3 separate regions of the Mus musculus genome follow, and regions 2 and 3 are each linked to region 1. The links are chromatin contacts, called in public HiChIP or PLAC-seq maps. All regions are on one chromosome and are shown on one strand. Each heading gives the region's core, a stretch centred on a gene start, on an enhancer-like site or on the middle of the called end of the contact. The rest is flanking DNA. Distances are from core to core; before and after follow the strand shown.

The links. HiChIP or PLAC-seq counts read pairs in DNA pulled down with a chosen protein or histone mark.
Region 2: a contact with region 1 is called in an H3K4me3 HiChIP or PLAC-seq map of bone marrow-derived macrophages, with 5 times the contacts expected there. The contact joins the enhancer-like site here to the promoter of Mrps30 in region 1. A contact is called at or near these places in 4 of 39 promoter capture datasets (3T3-L1-derived adipocytes, embryonic stem cells, hippocampal neurons and 1 more), 2 of 484 Hi-C or Micro-C datasets (bone marrow-derived macrophages and cardiomyocytes), 10 of 115 datasets of contacts at active chromatin or transcription factors (acute myeloid leukemia, bone marrow-derived macrophages, embryonic hindbrain and 5 more) and 1 of 9 other capture datasets (macrophages).
Region 3: a contact with region 1 is called in an H3K4me3 HiChIP or PLAC-seq map of bone marrow-derived macrophages, with 6 times the contacts expected there. The contact joins the enhancer-like site here to the promoter of Mrps30 in region 1. A contact is called at or near these places in 12 of 39 promoter capture datasets (the 3T3-L1 cell line, 3T3-L1-derived adipocytes, the SN4741 cell line and 7 more), 7 of 484 Hi-C or Micro-C datasets (bone marrow-derived macrophages, embryonic stem cells, hemogenic endothelial cells and 1 more), 23 of 115 datasets of contacts at active chromatin or transcription factors (the SCID.adh cell line, acute myeloid leukemia, bone marrow-derived dendritic cells and 11 more) and 3 of 9 other capture datasets (adipose tissue, embryonic stem cells and macrophages).

What each region holds. Positions count from the first base shown.
Region 1 is chr13:118,385,874-118,388,573 of GRCm38.p6, reverse strand. It overlaps Mrps30 (mitochondrial ribosomal protein S30), which reads left to right and starts at 1,322. Exons shown (of 5, transcript NM_021556.3): 1 at 1,322-1,922. The coding sequence starts at 1,340.
Region 2 is chr13:119,308,859-119,311,558 of GRCm38.p6, reverse strand. No RefSeq gene overlaps it. Among named protein-coding and RNA genes, the nearest start is that of Nnt, 99 kb to the left of the region's middle. Within about 2 kb of position 1,343, at least 10 of the 459 cell types and tissues checked have an H3K27ac peak or open chromatin away from gene starts, as enhancers often do. A contact at or near this core is called in bone marrow-derived macrophages, where this site is marked.
Region 3 is chr13:119,327,990-119,330,689 of GRCm38.p6, reverse strand. No RefSeq gene overlaps it. Among named protein-coding and RNA genes, the nearest start is that of Nnt, 80 kb to the left of the region's middle. Within about 2 kb of position 1,264, at least 8 of the 459 cell types and tissues checked have an H3K27ac peak or open chromatin away from gene starts, as enhancers often do. A contact at or near this core is called in bone marrow-derived macrophages, where this site is marked.

The DNA.
Region 1 (2,700 bases), core at 73-2,572:
TTATAATAAATCATAAAGTTATGTATTATGATTACGATTTTCCTTCCTGTTAAGAATGCAAGGTCTCAGCCGGGCGTGGTGGTGCACGCCTTTAATCCCAGCCCTTGGGAGGCAGAGGCAGGTGTATTTCTGAGTTCGAGGCCAGCCTGGTCTACAGAGTGAATTCCAGGATAGCCAGGGCTATACAGAGAAACCCTGTCTCGAAAAACAAACAAAACAAAACAAAACAAAAAGAATGCAAGGTCTCTTTGGCTCACTAAGTAAGAAGACATTTAGCACCGTAACACATAGGGCGCACTCATAAATATCCATTAAATGAAACAGCTTGAGTAGCAGACAACCTGGGACCTAGTACCACCTCTGCCCCTAAGACAGTGGGTAGCTTTTGGCTTTATGTCTGCTTCCTTGCATGCAACTGAAAAGATTTGAATCATATTAGGCTGAAAAATAAAGTAATAGCTTCTTTATTAAGTTTATTGTAAAGAATCAGTTCATTTCAAACTAGTAAAGAGTTTAATACACAGCAAAATTCAAACAAATTGCTTAGTATGATTTATTTCATGTATTCCCCGACGTCTTGTATATTCAACTAAAAACACATTTCCCCGTTTCAAAATAAATTATATTACCTCATTAGCACTGAAGAATGTATGAAATAGTTTTCCTAAAGTTTAGTCGCGTTCACAGGTAAGTGATGCTGATATAATTTTTATAATTAGCAAGAATAAGTAAAGACATGTTGTATTTCATAAAATTCTAGTTCTAAAGGTGATGGAGGGTAACAGACTATATGAGGTACACAAATGACGTCAGAACTGTATGGATTTTAAGTTTCTCTTTGGAAGATATTTCTTTGTTTGTTTGTTTGTTTTGTTTTGTTTTGGAGACAGGGTTTCTCTGTATAGCCCTGGCTGTCCTGGAACTCACTCTGTAGACCAGCCTGGTCTCGAACTCAGAAATACACCTGCCTCTGCCTCCCAAATGCTGGGATTAAAGGCGTGCGCCACCACCGCCCGGCTGGAGGATATTTCTGAATGTTTGCGTGTGAAAAAAAGTGCGAGTTCCTAAAACATCCTACGAGCAAGGACTTTAATTGTTTCATTCTTCAGAGCATAACCGGTGGGAAAATATCTGGGGTAAGCGAATTTTTATCGCAGACAAATACTCAAAAAGAATACAACAAACTTCAAGGAGCATACTGATTGGTTGCAAACTGGATGACACAACGCACCACAGACACTCAGAGCACCCGCCTCCAAGAAGCGATTGGTCCCTACGGCAAGCGAAGAGGAACAATTCCTGCCAGTTGACCTCAAGTTCCGGGTCGCGGCGGGCGAAAATGGCGGCGGCCAGGTATTGGAAGCTGGTGCCCCGCGGCCGGGGATTGTCCCAGAATGCCGCTGCTAAGGCGTCCGCTACGGCCCCGGAGGTGAGAGACCTGGAGGTCGTGGCGACGCCCGTCGCGCGGTACCCGCCGATCGTGGCTTCCATGACCGCCGACAGCAAAGCGGCGCGGCAGCGGCGGGTGCAGCGCTGGCAGGCGACGGTGCACGCGGCCCCCTCGGTGGACGAGAAGATACGGATTCTCACCAAGATGCAGTTCAAGAAGTACGTGGTGCATCCGCAGATCTCCGCCTTGAACGCCGACCGCTGGTACCAGAGCTTCACCAAGACCGTGTTTGTCTCGGGCCTGCCGCCCGCCCCGGCGCTGTCGCCGCCGCCGCCCTCGCTCGACCTCGCCGCCCTGCGCGCCGCCGTGTGCGACTGCATCTTGCAGGAGCAGGTCTACGTGCGGCGCCGCCGGCCCCGCTCCCTCTTCGATCGTCGCCAGGCCCTCGCCTCCTCCATCCTGGACCAGGTAGTGAGGACGCTCGTGAACCTGCTCGCTCCACTCAACCCTGTCCTGAGCACTGCCGCTCTCGGTGAGCTTGGAACTCCCACCCTGAACGGGGGAAGTGGGGACGCCGTCGGCCAAGCTTTCCTGCAGGTTCAGTAGCACTCACTGAGTTAGGACTTACGGACCAAGTTTCAGGCGGCCTGCCCTCCTAAGGACTACTTGTTAAAGTTTAGTCTCACCCGAAGCTCATCACGTTTCCATGCTTTGATCAGGTTTTGTGTCTGAGCAGCCAAAAGTTTCTAAGAGACGGTTGTCTTTTGACTGCTTCACACGAAAGCTGGGTGACCATGGGTAAAACATCAACCTCTCTTACTTTGCCTTAATATCAAGATGAGAATTACTGTAATACTGTTTGGCCCTAGAATGTCGAAAGGTAAATAAGATATTATCAGCGTTACTAACATTTTCTTAGCATTTACTACTGTGTGTCGATCCCTTTCCCAAATGTTCTAAATGCCACCTACTTAATCCTCATAATAACAGAGTACATATCATGGATTCATTTTATAAATGAAGAGTGAAAAAGACACACGGTAAGTGTTGCTGCCTTCAGGCCCAACATCTGGTAGGTTGAGGGGTCAAGATTTGGTCCCAGTAAACAGAAATTTTCGTTCAGTGTGGACGTGAAAAAGAATGTATGTTTTTGTTTGGTTTTGATGGGGTGGTAGTACAGAAGGTTGAACTCAGGGACTAGAATACTCTCTGTCTTTGAGTTACACCCCAGCTGATAATGTGTTTGTAATCCGTTTATGTCTATAACCCAGAAGGTGTCTTAGTAATTATTGAATTAATTCTATCATGGC
Region 2 (2,700 bases), core at 94-2,593, 920 kb before region 1:
CTCCCTTGTTGTTATCACTTATTTTCTCAGTGATAACTATTTTAACTGGGATGGAATCTCAAAGCAATTTGCATGTCCCCGATGGCATAGATGTTAAAAACATTTTCAAATTTTTCTTATTTTATAAGAATATTTATTTTTCTTCTATGTGTCTGAGTGTTTGCCTCCAGTGACACTTTTCCTCCAGCAAGGCTACACTAAATCTGACAAGGCCACACTTAACTCCAACATGGCCGTACCCCTTAATACTTTACAAATAGTGCCGCACCCTAAGCATTCAAATATAGGAGACTTCTTATTTATATAGGGGCCATTCTTATTCATACCCCACAGCTCTGATGATTGCTTCCTTTGCTGGGAAAGTGCTTCCTTCTTAACTTCATACAATATTATTTCTCATTTCTGGCAGTTATTTATTATGCTGCACAAGGCCTATTCGCAAAGTTCTTGCCCATGCTGTATTTTAAGTATTCCCTCTATATTTTCTTCTTTTTTAAAAAACCATTTTTTTAACATTCCATATTCCATTCCCCGTCCCCCATTCACCCTCTGACTGCTCCACATCCCATACTTTCTCCCCCTCCCCGTCTCCACGTGGATGCCCCTCCCCCACCTCACCTGACCTCTAAACTCCCTGGGGTTTCCAGTCTCTTGAGGGTTAGGTGCATCATCTCTGAATGAACACAGACCCGGAGGTCCTCTACTGAATGTGTGTTGGGGGCGGGTATATCAGCTGGTGTATGCTGTCTGTTTGATCTTCCAGTGTTTGAGAGATGTCAGGGTCGAGATTAATTGAGACTGCTGGTCCTCCTGCTGGATCGCCCTTCTCCTCAGCTTCTTTCAACCTTCCCTAACTCAACAACTGGGGTCAGCTGCTTCTGTCCATTGGTTGGGGGCAAATAAATGCATCTGACTCTTTCAGCTGCTTGTTGGGTCTTTCGGAGGGCAGTCATGATAGATCCTTTTTTGTGAGCACTCCATATCCTCAGTAATAGTGTCAGGCCTTGGGACCTCCCCTTGAGCTGGGTCCCACGTTGGGCCTGTCGCTGGGCCTTCTTTTCCCCAGGCTCCTCTCCATTTTCATCCCTGTAATTGGCCAGGCTCTTGGCTGAAAGTTCATAAACATAAAAATTTTGAGATATAGTTTTGACAGAGGTACGTTTGTATTTTCATTATTTTATAATATGAAAATTTTATATAGCAATTATGATACAGATCTCTAAGCAAGACTATTGAGAGAAAATCATGGCTAATAGAAAAGATTCTGGGATGGGGGTGTGGCTCCGTGGTCGATTACTTTTTCAGCAGTCTCACAAAATAAGGAAGAGAAGAAAGAGGAAGAGAAAGAGAAAGGTTCCTATGATATGAAATGCAGAATTCTTATTTTAATCCCTGCAATCTTAGTTGTATGATTCACACACCAGGGAGACCTAAACTTTTCAGACTTGGTTTCCATGCAGTACAATGGGGAAAGTGACAGTATTTTCTTTATAATGTTGCTATTCTCCCTACATAGACTGGTCCAGCTTATTCAGCATTATTTGTGCATGTATGGGCACTGCATCATTGGCTATCATTTATATTGTTAATTCTGAATTGTTTTAGTTGTCACGAGACTTCCAATGGATAGAGTGTCTACACTACTAGCTTGTTCTCTAAGTGATAACTTTACAATGCAATTTGTAAATATTAAGCTCCCAGAATTATTACGTATGTGGTGGTTTGTATAAGAATGGCCCCCGTAGGCTCATATATTTGAATGATTAATCACCAGAAGTAGAACTCTTTGATAGATTAGGAGGTGTGGCTGGCCTTGTCGGAGCGGGTGTGTCATTAGGGGTAGGCTTTGAGGTTTCAACAGACCACTCCCATGGATCAGGAGACAGCATTTTCAGCTACTGCTTCAGCACCTCTCTTTATGTTACTCTTCTTCCCACCATGATGAAAATGTACTAAACCTCTGAAACTGAAAGCAAGTCCCCAATTAAATGCTTTCTTTTATAACAGTTTCTGTAGTGATGGTGTCTCTTCACAGCAGTAGAACAGTGACTAAGACACCATATCAAAAAGGAACATTTTAGTGCATGAAATTGGAACCCTGCATACTGCTGGAATGAATATAAATTAGTATAGTCATTGTGCAACAGTTTCCCCAAAAATTTAAAAATAGAATTACCGTCTGATTAAGAAATACCACCCCAGGTTATTCATACTCAAAAGAAATGAAATCAACATGTCAGCAAAACATCCACATTTCTATATTTATTTCAGTACAATTAAAGACAGTGAAGAAGAGGAAACAATTTGTCTGTCAACAGATAAATGGATAAAGAAAATGTATGAAAATATACATAATAGAATACTAGTCCATCATGCAAAGGATGAAATTCTTTTATTTGTGACTATGTGAGTGGAATTAGAAGTCATTATGTTAAATAAAATAAGCCAGGCTCAGAACCAGAAATACTAAACAAGTTGATGTCACAGATGTTGAGAGGACAGTGACTTGTAGGCTGTGGGTGCTCAAGTAAAAGAGTGGAAGGGATTAGGTGAGGTTGATTAGAGGTTAGTAAGTTACAGTTACAAGTAACAAGTTCGGTATGTAATATCACAGTACGGTGATTATAGATAACAATTAGGTACCATATATTTAAAAATAAACTATGGGAAAGGATTCAATTTTTTTCATTTTTAAAATTT
Region 3 (2,700 bases), core at 15-2,514, 940 kb before region 1:
CTGTGAGTATGGTTGTGGGAGGTTGTCTTGGCTATTAATTGATGACGGAGGGATGGCCCACTCCAGGAGGTGGCATCTGCAGGCAGGGTTGTAGAAGAACACTAGCTAAGCATAAGCCTGTGAGCGAGCTAGCCAGCCAGCCAGCAAGCTCCTTCATGGCTTTTGCCTCCGGGGTCCTACCTTAAGTGTTTGCCCCAAATTCTCTCAATAATGGGCAGTGACCTAGAAGTATAAGTCAAGTAAACCTTTTCTCCTCTGAGCTTCTTTTGGTCAGAGTGTTTTATCTCAGCACCAGAAAGGAAGCCAAAACAGGACAGAAGGAGACTTACATTTGCTTCTGTCTCACATTCACTTTTGTTCAGGACCCATTTTCTGGCGGTTTGTCTTATTTTTCTTTTTGATTCTGGATAGAAAGACTCCGTTTGTCTTCTCCTCAAATAGATAACAGTAAGAATAGCTGCTGGTTAATAACTACTTTGTCATCTTTTCCACCTTTTGGGCTTTAAGTGAATCCTATCATGAAAATTGGCCACAGGACTTCAATCCGGATCAGGTTGATACTAAATTTCATTTACATGGTGACTTCTGGAAAAAAAAATATCTCTAATAAAATATAGAAAACCCTTTTCTTATTGTTTTGAACATTGTGTGTATGTGTACATGTGTGTGGAGGTTATGACAACTTACAGGAGATGCTTCTCTTCGCAGAATCGGATTCAAGATGTCAGTCTTGGCAGCATGTACCTTCCTTCACTGACCCATCGCACCTCCCCCAGCTGCTACCATTTTGCCTTATACACAAAAAACCTGAACCCCAAGAGCACTTCATCTTTAAGAGCAGACTGTCCACCACTCTGGGTTTCATGCTGTGCGATCCTCCCTCCGACACCTACTGGCTTGGCTTGACCTGTAGAGTTTCCTGGATCAGCTATTCCAATCTAGCTTTTTGCTGAAGATTTTTAACTCCCTCATAGTTCACGAACTCAGATGTGCCAGGATATGGCTTTATTCTCATACAACTGAACTTACTTCCTCTTCTGAGTCATGAATTTCCCCTAAAGATAGAAATTTGATTTTACATTAAGGTCTTTCCTTGTCCATGACTTTCTTCTGGGGACACACAGAAAGCAAGTGACTGTCAGGGTAGATTGAGTACAGTTTGAGTTGTATTTTTCCCCCTTTTCATTCTCTGACGTCTTCCCTCTGTTCTTTGGTTTAAATACAGGAGTTTTATCATGGCTAATTCAGTTTGGATTGGGGTAGTGAAACTATGCAAAGCCGAGGGCATGATACACTCAAAATATTTTGAAAAAAATTCCTGTTACTTCCATTTATATTTAGGGTGAAAAATTTAATGGCCTTCATGTAAGACCGTTACTAGTACTATTCACACAAGGAAAATATTAGACACCCTGTTCAAATAATTTAGCCTGAGGTTCACCCAAATGTTTTATGTAAAGACATTTTAAGGAAGACCTATTTAATTTATCTGGTGAGAGGAACGGAATTACATCAGAAATTTGTATTTTAGGAAATTTAGTGAGATGTTGAACTGGTTTGGGAAGGGTTTTTTCCCTTTGTCCTATGAAGATTAAAAAGTGCCTTATCATCTAATTTCAAGTCATTTATCAGCAATGCTTTGGTATTACATCTACAGCCAAATTTTGGGAAGGATCATTAATTTGTAGTTGGAGCGCACACGAAACAAAGACAGAAAGGTCAAAATGCCACTCTACTGATAATTCTTCTTGTTTTAAGAACACAAGTTAGCATTTCTAGGCCGGCCAACATTTCTGTACTGACGCATTACTCATGAAATGGTTTTTAAAAAGCAATTCCTCTGTATGTTACTAATTGCAATTTTCACTGGAGAAGCTAGGGCAAAGTATACCACAAACTTCTTTTACTCTGTGGCAGATAGAAAATAAAATCAAATCACATTTCCCTTAAAATTATCAGTGCTTGGTAATTTCTGTAAATGCCATGGCTCCACTATTAGGCATATGCCTTTTGCTCCTCTGTAATAATATCCCTCCTGCTCCAGAAATAAAGTAAGTCGAGACAAAGATAAACACATTTAAAGCTGTCATAACTCAATCTTTCCATACCATACTGCTCAATGGCATTAGAGCAGACTGCAAGGAGAATACAGGTTCATAACATGGTAGGTAGTCTGCTTGGAAATGACACAGCAGGAAAGGGACCTTGTCATTGAATCCAGCTTGAGAGAATGAGGTGGCTGTAGATAAGTCTTTATAGGCTTTTCCATATTGCATGAGACAGGGAGATAGAACAGAAGACAAACCATCATAGTTCTTGTGGATTAAAAATGGGGATGGGGATGTCAAAGGGACCCTTGATGTGTCATTTTTTGAAAGAAATGTAGTGAGCTGCATTTCACACTAGAAGCTGGGACTAGGGATACGGGTAGGTTGGTAGATTGCTTATCTAGCATGGATGACAACCGTGCTGAGTAAGGCCACGGATGTCTTTTCTACCCAGCAGCCTGCATAGCACCTTCCCCCACTATGCAAGTTCGACAGCAGGAAAAGAGACTCTTGGTCAGTTTCTGATTGATTTTCGATATCCTGCAAACAAAGTGTGTGGTGTGTTCAGCAGTTGGGTCTTATCATTTAGTTAATCGAGACCAACCAAGAGCAATGAGAATAGCTATGTTATTTTGGGACCTCCTTGAACAAT